Regions from separate parts of the Capsicum annuum genome. Here region 1 is linked to region 2. A link is a contact called in public Hi-C data. All regions are on one chromosome and are shown on one strand. The core of a region is the stretch at or near the end of the contact, and the rest is flanking DNA. Distances in the headings are between cores, read along the strand shown. Region 1 holds the start of LOC124900026 (a long non-coding RNA gene). Region 2 holds the start of LOC107855255.

What was found. Hi-C and Micro-C count contacts between places; a contact is called where the count stands out from the background.
Region 1: a contact with region 2 is called in a Hi-C map of leaf, with 2.7 times the contacts expected there. The contact joins the enhancer-like site here to the promoter of LOC107855255 in region 2. A contact is called at or near these places in 2 of 5 Hi-C or Micro-C datasets (leaf and placenta).

The regions. Positions count from the first base shown.
Region 1 is chr7:11,429,735-11,436,634 of UCD10Xv1.1, reverse strand. It overlaps LOC124900026 (a long non-coding RNA gene), which reads right to left and starts at 4,583. Exons shown (of 2, transcript XR_007057599.1): 1 at 3,977-4,583; 2 at 1,927-2,934. Within about 2 kb of position 1,449, at least 4 of the 5 cell types and tissues checked have an H3K27ac peak or open chromatin away from gene starts, as enhancers often do. A contact at or near this core is called in leaf, where this site is marked.
Region 2 is chr7:11,361,726-11,368,655 of UCD10Xv1.1, reverse strand. It overlaps LOC107855255, which reads left to right and starts at 3,558. Exons shown (of 1, transcript XM_016700250.2): 1 at 3,558-5,146. The coding sequence starts at 3,787. The coding sequence ends at 4,548. LOC107855254 (protein NUCLEAR FUSION DEFECTIVE 4) reads right to left here. Exons shown (of 3, transcript XM_016700249.2): 3 at 6,334-6,930. The coding sequence ends at 6,583.

The DNA of each region.
Region 1 (6,900 bases), core at 200-2,699, 70 kb before region 2:
GCTTATTTTAACCTTGGTAAAAATAGGGCACGACAATGCGTAGGAGATTTGAATCAAATTAAAGTCAAACAAAGAAAGGTACAGGCTACAATGAGGCTATAAAAGAAAATAAGCTAAAGGTTCAATAGGGCTAATTAGGAGTACGCACAAGGGTAGGTAAACGAGGAATAAGACATGACTATCAAAGAAATACCTATATCATCTCCTAAACCCACACTCTTTATTTCGATTTGTAAACACACCGGGCAAGTTCTAGACATCATTATGCATATGTAATAAATAGAGAACCTCACTCACTCCTGATGCATGCTAGATCCTGGTGCATGCTAGATTCAAGTAGGATCTCTATAGATTCTTGACCCAATAACTGCACATATTCAAAATTAAGCCAACACTAACAAAAAGTCACATAATTGAGCTTGGGCGTCTCAAAAATAGCATCCTTATTTAGTTTGGCATGCTTCTTCCTAGAAAAATTTTTCTCATGTCACATGGTCATATGGCCCAACAAAAAGTACCTCGTATTAGATTAGTGATCGCGTTCTCTCACCTATTCACCCCCTAAGACTAATTCTCCTTAGGACAGTCATCATCCATCCATCATCGAGAAAGACACCTATGAGTTATTAACAAAAAATTTACTCCAAAAATCGACATAAACATAACTAAGCAACTAAAATGATGAAACAAGTAATAGTAAAATAATGAAACTACTACTAACTATGAATTCAGAAAATATAATAATTACTAACTATTATAGATCGAATGTCTTAAAATGTCTAACTCCAAATCAACAATAATAATAATATACAAAAATATAACATCCATAATAACAATCTCGCCAGAATAGATAAAAGAGAAATGAGAGAAATGAGAACCACCACCCTATACTTAAAATGTAGTGCTGTCACAAAACAAAGTTATGATGTGATATAAACACTCCCTGGTCACACCTCATCTATGTCATCACCAACATCTGGACCACAGGCCTCATCACCCATGTTTGGGTCCATATCATCATCATCCTCAGACTTAATATCCAAACCCATATTTGCCTTTCCTCATCAGTAGAGATGTCATCATCCACTGGCTATACAACTTTTGGCCTATCCTCAGAAAAGTCCTGGCGTGGTGACTAAGTTAATAGTCAATCTCTAGTGTGTGTCTCATCTCTAGTGGTTTCTCTGCCACCCACTCTTAACTACACCATCTGCATCCCATACATACGGGCAATAATTTCATCATCCCGAGCGTAACACTCAGGCAATGTCAGCACCAGCCCAAGAGCAACATCCTGGACCCATGTATGGGTCACATCAACTAGGCGCATGTCCAATACTGGTCTATAATCTAGGGCCTCCTCCTCAACCTTATGATCCATCAGAAAATAAGTCAGCAGTCCACCAAAACTATACCTGCATCTTTGATGAAAATGAGCCTTTTTCATCATTGAAATAACCACTGCACCTATATTTATTGCAAAGCCCTCCTGCATCAGTGCATAAATCAAACAAACTCTGTCTCGAGTGACTTCTGTTATGTGCTTCCCAGCAATTAGGCAGTGACAGATGATCTTCAACCACATTCTCGCTTCCCTGTTCATCTGTGCATAGGGGAAGCCTTTCTCTCATTGGTGAATCCACCTAGCTGTAAATCTATTTCTGCAATATAGATACCTGATATTGTCATAGGGTGGAGTGATATTCAGCTGCCTCAGCTGAAAAGCATCGGCCTCAGGAGTGCCTAAAATGGCATTCAGATCATGTGTAGTAAAAATCATGACTTTTCCACGAATGCAAACTTTTGAATCAGGATGATACAATACAACAATAGAAGATACAAAATCAGCCCAAAATAGTCCACAAAATGGCTAAAACCAAGAGCCCTTTTGAGTCCTAGTCTCGGCCAACCACAACAACACAAGAATGGCACAATAACAACACTATATTGAGGTGGATTGACACCTATTTTTCAGCGAACAACAAACTAACAAGAAGATTACAAGATGGAAACAATAATGAGTTGAACAACAACAACAACAAAAATACCCACTCAACTTACACTAAAACAAAAGGAACAAAATAAAATTACAATAAAGTAAAGGGATAAATAGATAGACCACATGAGGGTATAATCTTAAGAACCCAAGAATGGACACTCTTGGACCCTTAACACTACATACAATAATAAACCTATCTCTTACGTGACACAAGATTGGATTGCACCTCTCTATCATCAACGTTTCCAAGCAAGCAACAACAAAAGAAAATCCACCCTATTGTTGTATCCTCGTTTCTTTTTTGGTGCCTCAAGAAGAGAGGACTTGTGTTCTTTGGTATTTCAAGACTTATAAATATCATTAAAAACTAATCAAAGAAACCCTACATGGTTCTATTTATATCCTATTACAAATAAAAGACAAAAAGGACCAAAAGGCCCCTTAAAGACTTAGGTGCCCATCAAGTGTAATATGTTGGCTGATTTTAGTGCATTTAGGTCCCTTTTTGCACTTCAATTGTACACACTAAGTCTCGAACCCAACATGCACTCCCATAAGTCCATATTCGTGATTATTCCCGTAGCACAGGATCTATTGGATCCCAGTTGGCATAGAACTCCCTAATTAAGTTCAAATTGCATTTAGTAGGTTGCTTAAAAATAAAGTTCATATGCAGCTCCTTAAGTTTCTGCACCATGCTCGAGAATTCTTTATGCAACGATCAATAAACTCGTCCGAGGCATACTTAGACTTAGTATACTTGTTATGCCCTTCCTTCCCCGCTTCTTCAATCCACCTAATTTCATACCAACGTGTCTGGCCTCCTGCAATAATAGGGGCTCTAGGTACCCAACCTGTTAGACGAAACCTCTTTTTTGATGGCTCAGAAGGCCCAGCAAGATCTTTCCCTTTTTGAGCTCTACTTGCCATAATACCTGTTAGCAACAATATGCAACAATCATGTCAAAATGGCATTATTTTGGCTAGTAAACTCCAAGTTTAGGAGGATTTAGAGGTCACTCCATACTTGTTGCTAACATAGGTGCATTAAATTTGAAACTAGGGTACTCAAACATCCCCTGTTCCACAATATACCCTAATGTCATAGCACCTAAGTAAACAGGAAACTAACTTGGTTATTAATTAATTACCACAAGTTCTTAATCCTGTGGTGACTCTGATCTACTCAGACTTCAAGCACGCACCACACTGTGCACACAAAGTAATTTCCAAAATCACATTCATACCAGACCATTATGTTTATTTTTAGTTTAACACACAACAACAATGTGAGTTCGGTACAAGCACATATGTAACCATGACTCATAGAGGACAAAATTACAACCACATTCTAAAATAATAACTCAACACAGCATTCACAATGCATTCATTCAACAAAACTTTGTTTCTATTCAATTACCTATGTGACCATGAGCTATAGAACATACGTATATGGTTAACATATCCCAAAGATCATTACAGGACTATCAAGATCTCCTTTTATGCACAAGCAACATAATCCACAGATTCCCAACAAGTACTAGCAGTATATATGTACAACAAATCTTACCAAAATCACCATGTGCCCTATTTTAGTTCTAAACAAGTTAAAACAAAGGTATTCAAAGTACCACAACCTAGTACACACCCACATACATCAAAACACACTAACCATCCAACGCGTTGAATCATAAGAATCATATTACTCACTTAAATTATCAAGTTGCATTCATGTAATTTTGCTCAGACCTTTCCTATAATTCAATAGGATGATAAGGATTTACAGAATAATATATCACAATTGGGTTGTGAAAAATTTAAACCCTTAACTCAACTTACCCAGAATATCACCCCACAACAACAAGCAATTACGAACATGGTAAGTAGTCAAAATATGGTTGTAAGTCTATGGCACCATTTATGTAATTCAACCACAACAGCCGAGTAAAGACGAAATAGAGAAACTTGAGCACTTACCCAATTTGAGGTCGCAGAGAGGAGCGAGAAAAATTCCTTTACGTGACACGCTTTAGGATGGGGAGAATTAGGAAGGATGGTATGCTAGGTTGTGGAAAAAGAGGGGATTTGGGGATTTTTGGAGTATAAAAGGGGAGAATTTGGGTTAAGAGGGGAAAAGCCGAGTAAAACCCGACTTTTTATTTTAAAAAATTTAAAAATTGACATCCTCCATGCCACGATCTTATCACAGAGGATAAAGGGAGTGGCACGTCGAAATCACGAAGGCTTACTGGAATCACCTCCGCGATATTTTCTTCTTGGCATACCATGACCTTATCAGGGAGGATAAGTGATGTGGCATGCTAATAACCCAGAGGCCCACTGTTATGCCATCTTGGGGAAATTCTGGTTCCCCCTTTACTTCCTTGTATTTTTTGTTGCATCAAATAGCATTTCATACCTGATAGCCTCCCGAAAACATATTTTACTCACTTTAATTTCTTTCCCATACCACAATTTACCTCATTCCTGCAATCTCATCAAAAACAACAAAATACATAGAAAGTGTGGGTTGCCTCCCACCTAGTGCCTTAGTTTCGGTCGTGTGGCTCGACACGTCTTTTTGTATTGTTATTTCTTTTCTCATTTTTTTCAAATAAAAAGGAAAACTATGCTATTATATTACATTCGTGGGTTTCTCTCACGTAGTACCTTATTTAGTATCATGGCATTACCAAACTCAATTTTTTTCATCTATAAATGTGATAGACATTTTATGTCTATTCACAGGATCTACCTAATAGTTCTTGACTCTCTTCTCATTCACCAAAAATATAGTGCTCTTGTCTTCTTGCCATAGCTCAATAACCCTGTGAGGGGTCATTCTTACTACTTCAAACGGCCCAGACCACTTGGACCTCAACTTACCCGAAAACAGCTTCAGCTTGAAATTAAATACCAGAACTTTCTATCCAGGCTCAAAGATTCAAGTCAAGATCTGCTTACCATGCAACCTTTTAGTATTTTCCTTATATAATTTTGCATTTTTATAAGCATTTAAATGAAAATCATCAAGCTCACACAACTGTAGCATTCTCTTTGTTCCTGAAATCTCCAGATCACAATTCAATTTCTTCACTGCCTAATAAGCCTGATGCTCAAGCTCTGCGATCAAGTGACACGCTTTTCATAAACCAATCAATAAGGAGAGGTTCCAATAGGTGTTTTATCATCTATCCTATACACCCATAATGCATCATTCAAGTTTACCGACCAATCTTTGATATTAACCATTGATTTTTTCTTGCAGAATTTGTTTAATTTTTTGGTTAGATACCTCCACTTGGCCACTCATCTATAGGTGATACGTTGTAGCTGCCTTACATCTGACCCTATATTTTGACAGTAGGTTCTTAAACTAATGATTCACAAAATAAGTCCCTCTATCACCGCTCTTACATCATTAGTGGGGAGAGTTACAGCCTCTACCCATTAGGAAACATAATCTACAGCCACCAAAATATATAAATAACCATACGATAGTAGAAATGGGCCTACAAAATGTAACTCCCACACATTGAAAATCTCCACTTTAAGAATATTATTCAGGGGCATTTTATGGTTGCCTTAAGATAGTGCCCATTCTTTGTCAATGACCACATTCTCTCACATAAGAAACAACATCTTTGAATAGTATAGGCTAAAAGAAACCAGACTACAATACCTTTCGTGTTGTCCATTCACCTTCATGATGATGTCCATAAGGTGATGAATGACAACTTTCAAGCACCTACTTAGATTCAGCTTCTGGAATACATCTTCTCACTATTCTATCAGCACCTTGTTTGAACTAATAAGGATTATCCCACATATATGATCAAGAATCACAGAACAACTTCTTATTTTGTTGATTATTGGCATTTGGAGAATGTATAGCACTGAACAACAAGTTTACTATATCAACGTACAATAGGAGCTCTATTGTATCCAATGCCATCAACTGTTCATCCAAAAATTCCTCCCGAATACATAAGGTATCATCAGCAACATGGGCTCGACTTTCTAGTCTCAATAAGTGGTTAGCCACTTAATTCTTAGCTCATTTTCTATCACGTACCTCCAAATCAAATTCTTATAGCTGAAGAATCTATCTAATTAACCTTGACTTCACATCTTTCTTATTGAATAGCTATTGTATGGCAGTATAATCCGTACGAACAACCACCTTTGTGCCGACCAAATACGCTCTAAATTTGTCAAATGCATACATAAGGGCCAAAGTCTCTTTCTCTGTGACTGTATAATTAACTTGGGATCCATATAAGGTTTTACTAGCATAATAAATAGAATGAAATATCTTTTACTTTCATTTCCCTATTATTGCTCCTACAACCACATCATTTACATCATATATTAGCTTGAATATTAGTTCCAATCAGGAGCAATCAATATGGGTGCCTCTGTCAATCATCTCTTCAAGTCCTCAAATGCTCTTTACATTCGACCACAAATTCAAATTTTACCTTTTTCTCCAGCAGATTGCACATTAGATTTGCTATCTTTGAGAAATCTTTAATAAAACTCCTATAAAATCCTGCATGTACAAAGGAACTTCTTACTTGTTTTATGGACAAGGGATATAGAAGCTTCTCAATAACCTCCACTTCTGCTCTATCTACCTCTAGTCCTATTTGTGACAACAATACCTTTTTGACCAAAAAGTGGCATTTTTCCCAGTTCAATACCAAGTTGAAGGAGCACACTGTACTAATATTATGGATGCTCTACATGTATTAAGGCCTACATATCAATTTTGAAGTATAAGATAGACTCCTCCTCCCCATACTTGGATGAAAGCTAATAATAATAGGGCCTCAAGGAAAAACCCAGGCCCAAGTTCCATTGCTTTTTGATAAGGAATTTAGAAGGGAATGCAGTTGCTC
Region 2 (6,930 bases), core at 2,309-4,808:
TGGGTTTTATGACGAAAGTTTTGTTGGGAGTATTATTCTCAGAATGGCTCGCTTTAGGTATGAAAAAAATTCCATTGAGATCATCATCCTCAGAATGAGCTCGACAGTGCGCAATCCAAATTAGTCGAGGCGGTATCGAATATCAAGTGGGAAATGAAAAAAAAACATTTATGTATACCACTAATAATTAGTTGTGGCGTCATCGTGGGAATGCCTCATCCTTAATCAGATCTTTCGGGTTCGAATCCTAAGTAATGGCGAAAGTTTTGTTGGGAGTAGTATCCTCAGAATCGCCCTGTCCTAGGTAGGAATTCAGTTGGGATCGTCATCCTCAGAATGAGCCCTGCAGTGTGAAATTTAAATTAATCGAGGCTCTAATGTAGGTACCGAATATCACGTGGGAAACAAAAAAAAAACATTTATGCATACCAAATAAATAATTAATGTCATATAAATATTCTTTGATCACTTCAATAGCTCTTAGAATAAAGTTTTAATGGACCCATAACTAATCAACATTATGGTTAGATGTCAAATCCAAACACTAGCTCCTCTTTGGTCTATGATTTTCTTATATAAATTTGTGTATGTCAACCAAGAAAAATGAAAACAAATAAAAATAAAACAAGATTGATGTGATATGGATCCTACTTTGTACGACCTAGCTTTAATTAGTTGATTGTAAATAATTTATTTATAAGGATATAAGCATACACATTGCTAAGTATTTTTTTTTTTTGAAATATTAATATTAATTTTTAAAAATAAATTAGTGTATTCGAATAAAAATTTTGAAACTGATGATAAGTATTTGATGTGGTTGAGAAAAAGAAAATGCTAATAAGTACATTTTTTGGTTAAAAACTAAATGCCCTTAATTGTTTTACAAAAAGTTTATATATAAAAGTACTTTGGTAAGAAAAAAGATGAACGATAGATAATGAAGACGAAGTCAATTGGAGGTTTTGTTTTGAAAAATATATTTGGATAATTACAAAAAATATCAAGGATAAAATAGTAAAAAAAAATTGGTCACATGAACATATTTATAAGCTTAAAAGATCATAAGTTGAGAGGTGACTAATTTATGATTTTCAGCAGATTTTGAAGTATAAATACTTAGGACGATTACCAAACAGGTAAATAAGGCGAAACGATCTACTTGTATGTCAGTTTAATCAGATCATATGCATAGCCAAACGTTCTCTATAATTCCAGTTCAAGGTTCATAATTCATTCTCGATTCACCTTATAAAAAAATCAAACTTTTCTGCTTTTCTTGATTGTTTTATTATATTTATTTGTTAAGAATATAAAAAGAAGATCATTTTTCTAAATTTTTAAAAACAATATTCATAGTTAAACCAAAAATTGGGAAAAGGGATTGATGTTATGATCCAAAAGAAGAAGAAAATGTCTTCAATGTCTTAATCAAGCTAGTGGATTTTTGTTTTTGCCTTTGCATTTGAGAAATTGAAAGTGGCTTGTAAGGACAATCTTGAAGGTTGGCCATGTGAGCAGTAATTACTTGCCCTTTGAATAAAACAACTACTCCTTTGTAGGTATGGAGGCATGTGGTTGTTAGCATTTAGCAATTTCCAATCAATAACACTATAGTACAATTCTAGATATGTCCAATTGAAACATTTCCCCCTTGATAACGATAGCGTCTGGATTGGTTTACGTATATCTAAATATCACCGCTACTTGTTACCTCTCAAGTTCCACCAACATAAGTACCTAATATTTTTTTCTAACAAAACTTGAATATATAAGAAGAATTCACGTAACATTTTGTCTCTTTTGAAATTTGAACATGGATCTCTCATAATTTTTTTTTACCATTTCACTTATTACTAGGCCACAATCCTCTTTTATATTATCCATACTTCACACCAACATGGATATCAGAGACATCCTTAGGGGTCGTTTGGTAGAGTGTATAAAAATAATGCAAAAAATAAAGTATTAAAAATGCAAGTATTAGTTATGTTGAGATTATTTGTTATACAGTGTTTGGTTTGATGTGTTAAAAATAACTTGTATTGTATATTTTTAAATAAAAAAATTTATTTACAAAAAATATCCTTCACAAATATAATGAAAATGATGGGAAAAAAGTTTTAAGAAGCTATTGTGTCTTTACTCATGCTAATGTATGCATTAAAGTCCACTGCATTGTTAATACCAAGGATTTCCCATGTATTAGTAACATAATACGCAATAGAGTATATAACCAATGTGTGCATTAGTTATAAAAAAAGTGTATCAAACAAGATATTAATAATACACAAAGTCAATGTATGTATTATTTTTTCTAAAGCATCCTACCAAACGACCCCTTAGGTTTCTCCATGTAATTCTTTTTCTTGAAAAGGGAACAATTTAACCTTGTTTTTAGGATACTTTCTAATTGCATGTGGAGAGTTCAACCCCCTTACAATACTAAGTGTGTACATGTCAAGTTTTCCATGATGTTTAAGTTTTTGGCAAGTTTATGCTACTTAGTTATGCAATGTAAGCATCAAGTAGAGATTAGATGGGGTACATCTCAATTAAATTCTTGAAGAAAATGGGTGATTAATTGAATTCTAAAAACTATACACTAACATGAGAATTAAAACCAATTTTAATGAGGTCTAACTGCCTAATTTTCAAGCAAACCAACAAAACTTGTTGAATTTTATGACTCATTATTTAGCCACCTATCATCTTACCCACCACTGTATTTTGGTTTCCTTGTCAAGCTCATTTTTTTTCCTCACGTTTGATATCCGTATTGACGTCCCAACTAGTCTGGATCACACATTACAGAGCCCATTTTGGGAATGACGCTTCCAACAGAATTTTTTTCATACTTAAAGCTAGGGGTAGACATGGTATGATATGATATTTAAATCTTCAGTATGGTAATTTCGATATTTGATTTTTAAAAATACTATACTATTACCATATCAAATTAATTCAGTATGGTTAGATATTTTGAAGTTCGGTTTCGATATTTTGCGGTATGGTAAATCGATAACCATAGTTTGTTCAACTTTGACAATATATAATCGTATAATAGAATATTATCACTTCGACTTTTCAAAAAAAATTCAATTACATCATGCTAACAGATTACACATGTATAAACATATGTCCAAACAAAAGTACAAATAATTCCTTTTACTAATCAATTACATAAAAAGACATTTCAATCAAGATAGAATAGTCAAAGTTTCGACGTCTAAATATTTAGTTCTATACTAACGCCAGGTGGTATATTTGTTGTTTAATAAGATATATAATTATTTATGTAACTATATACTTAGGTGTTAGTATTCGATATTTCGGTATGTTACTTGTAAATACCAAATATCTTATCAAATATCAGAAAAATTTAAAACGTACATCATATACTATATCAAATACCATGATATCAGAACTGCGATATCAAAAATTTCGATTTTGTATGGTAATTCGATAATATATTATACCATGCCCACCCCTGTCAGGGATCAAAACCAAGACCTTTAATTAAGGGCAGAGCAGTCTTACCATTACATCACAAGCCATGTTGATATTTTCAACCTCATTTACTTACTCTTGACCTTTTCCACCTTCCTCCTCCTATCTATTTAGTGGGGATGGACAAATGAGCTTTATTTTCCCTTTTTCTTTTGGTGGGGTGGGGTGGGGTGGGGTGTGCATTGTTGTTGTTGTTTGGGGGGTGGGGTTCAAATTGCTTCATATATGTAATATATGTCTCATTAGCCACATCACTTATTAGCAAACATAAAAAACATGGATTGGTATTCTTGGTTATCCAAGACTAGCCTTGATCAAGAACTTGTTTATGAGTATGGTCTTGTTTTCAACAAAAATGAGCTTCAGAAAGAGGACTTGATTTACTTCAATCATGAATTCCTTCAAAGCATGGACATAAATGTAGCCAAACACAGGCTAGAGATTCTCAAGTTGGCTCGAAAGGAAGGCGCCGGCAGCCACGGAGAAGGAGGAGGAGGAGGAACAACAACAACCTCATCATCAAATGGCCTTTCAAGACTTGTTTTGGCAATCAACAAAACCAAGAAACTCATTGCCAAGAACTTGAGCAAGCTCAGTTTACACCGAGGTTCGACTCATCTAGCTCTCTCCGAGCTCAAGCCTTATCGAACACAGTGGACCGGAGCACTGAAGAAGCTCGAGAGCTCGAAGGACCAGAGGCAAGAGAGAGCCATCATCACAACTAGAAGCATGGCAATGAAGTCAGGACCACTAGACCGAAGAATGCAAGACAAATTTATGAGTGCCTCAGGGCCTCTTGATGGGAGAGTTCAAGAGAAGTTGATGTATCCCAATAGGAGTCCAATGAAGTCTGGTCCATTGGACAGAAGATACAAAGACACTGCTGTTTATCCAAGCAGAATCAATAAATCTGGACCATTGGATGTAAAGTGTTTTAGCCCAAGGCTTAATCACTGCTGTCAAGAAATGATACCAGCTGATGATGGGGTTGTGTACTCACAATGGTCTTTAATGTTTCAAGATATGAAGCCCACTTGACAACTCATATGAAGCTATATCATCTTGTAAGACTGTCGGGCAGATTCATAGAATCCTAGGTTATAGTATGTTTCTATTTCTTTTTGATAATCGTGGTGTCCAGCTTTCGTGTGCGTTCGCCTCACCTAATTCCACGGGATGCCTGAAACCCCCCACCAATATGACGTACCAGTACATCTGTCCACTACGTCTAGAAGAGATGGAAGAAATCGCCTAGTTTAGTATGGGTTTTGGTAGATATATGTTTGGTGTTTATTAGCAAAAAGGCAGAATGCACTTTTAAGGTATGGCAAACAAGCATTGGGATTGATGTCTCAACATGTCTTGTTCTGTTGTAACCTTCTTTTCTGCATTTGTCTATTTGGAAGTCTTGAATTTTAGTATCAAATATGTATGATGGCTGGTTCATATCAGTGCTATCAAAGACGCGCTGAAGCCTTGAAGAGAGGCTCAAAAGGTGTTGAGCGCTTTGATGCTTCAGTGTCGTCATCAAGGTTCTAAGGTATAATTTTCCTTGTCGATGATTTTCTTGTGAAGTGGCGACACTAAAAAATTGATATTTCACTTTATCATAATTTGTTTTCAATTTCTTTGCTCATATATTTGTCATTCATGCTTATATATTTGTTTTGGACTAAACATATATATTTGTAAATTTTTTCCTCCCTTTGCATTTTTTATTCATTAAAGCCCACGTTTCTTTTGCGCTTTGCACTTAAAGCCCCATTGGACCTTAGAGCTTTTTCGCTTTTTAATAACACTGGTTCATATTAAGCACAAAAATGAAATTTTAAGCAAGGGGATCAATTAGCCTCAATATTCCCAAGAGATCAATATAGAGCTACCCAAATAGAAAGCTCAATTAGGTACAAGTATATATTGCAAAGAAAAGACTAGCAAAAAGAATTTTAATACATCAACACTTTAAAGGTCACTCTTGGTATCATTCCACTTCCATTTCATCTATTAATTGAAGGATATGCAAATTCCTTTCTCCTTCACTCATGTAATGTTTAGCAATGTATATAAGATCAGAATCGAGTTTTCCAACCGATGAAAGGCAACAAACAACAAGGTCCCGGAAGAGTAGAATGTACGCAGACCTTACCCGACCTTAGGAGGTAGAGAGGCTTTTCCGATAGACCCCAACCGGTGAAAGGCATTAAAGATAAATAGCAGGACCACAGAAGCAGCATGATTTTGGGGTAAACTATCCACCTAGTGAAAGGATCTCCCTGGGAGTTTATTCTACAAAAGAGGAATGATAGCAGGACCTGATAACAACCTTCACATGCAAAACTTTTTTCATACTGACAAAGACAGGTATCATGACATCCCAGAAGCACCAAAACTTACCAGAATTGACCTTATCGGTAACGATAAGCCAACTTGAAATTGTTCCGATGGTAGCTGAGAATTAAAGTAAATAACATTAACCAAATCAAATCATCAGCATAAATATACACTTTGTGGAGTTTAAATACAGACGGTGTATAAAATAACTAGAGCAGTATATTCTTCAGTTTTCAGTCTAGTTCCATGCTTTTGCCAGCAATCGAGAACAACAAAAACTATTCTCACAGCTTCCTTTGAAGCATAAGCACAATACATGTACGAGTTCTAAGGAACAACCATATGCTTAATCATTATGTGTTGTATCATTGGAACAGTTTTCATAGGGTTGAGATGTCAGTTTCAAGGGAGCAATGATACAATACCTAACAATAACATGTTCATAATACTACCAAGATTGTATAAGTATTTAGGGATGGAATGGAAACAAAGTAGATGAGAACACTATTTCTTACTATTGCTTGATGTACCGTGTTACAAAAGTTTAAGCATCTACATGCAAGATGCTTCACTGTGGACACTAACCTAACAAAGCTAAACTTCTTGAACATATCATACAAATCACACAACCTTTCAAAAGCATAAAACTATCCGAAATTTGAACTCACAGGTGATTGCTGATCAATGTGCTTCCTTTAGAACTTTACCACATGACGTTGGTCAGGCTTTTTTCAAGATACCTCAATGATTTGAACTTTGAGGTAGCCGAAAGGATCCTCCAGCATATAGCATTTGGTAAACGGGTTTTATTCTCATGGTAAGAACAATACTAAGCATCGTTCCTACACCACATACTCCGGCAAGAATCAGGAACGTGACTCTAAAGCAATGAGGACCCAAGCATGTGGAGGTGTGCTGCTTGGCTGCTTCGTTATCATAGAGAAACCCAGCAAGGAGACCGGAGAAGAGATAAGCACCTAACGGGTTCCCTAGCGACATAAAATTGAAAATTATACCAAAATGCTTGAGACCAAACAGCTCAGAGGCTGTTGGGACCATTGTTGTGAATTGAACACCATAGCAAACTCC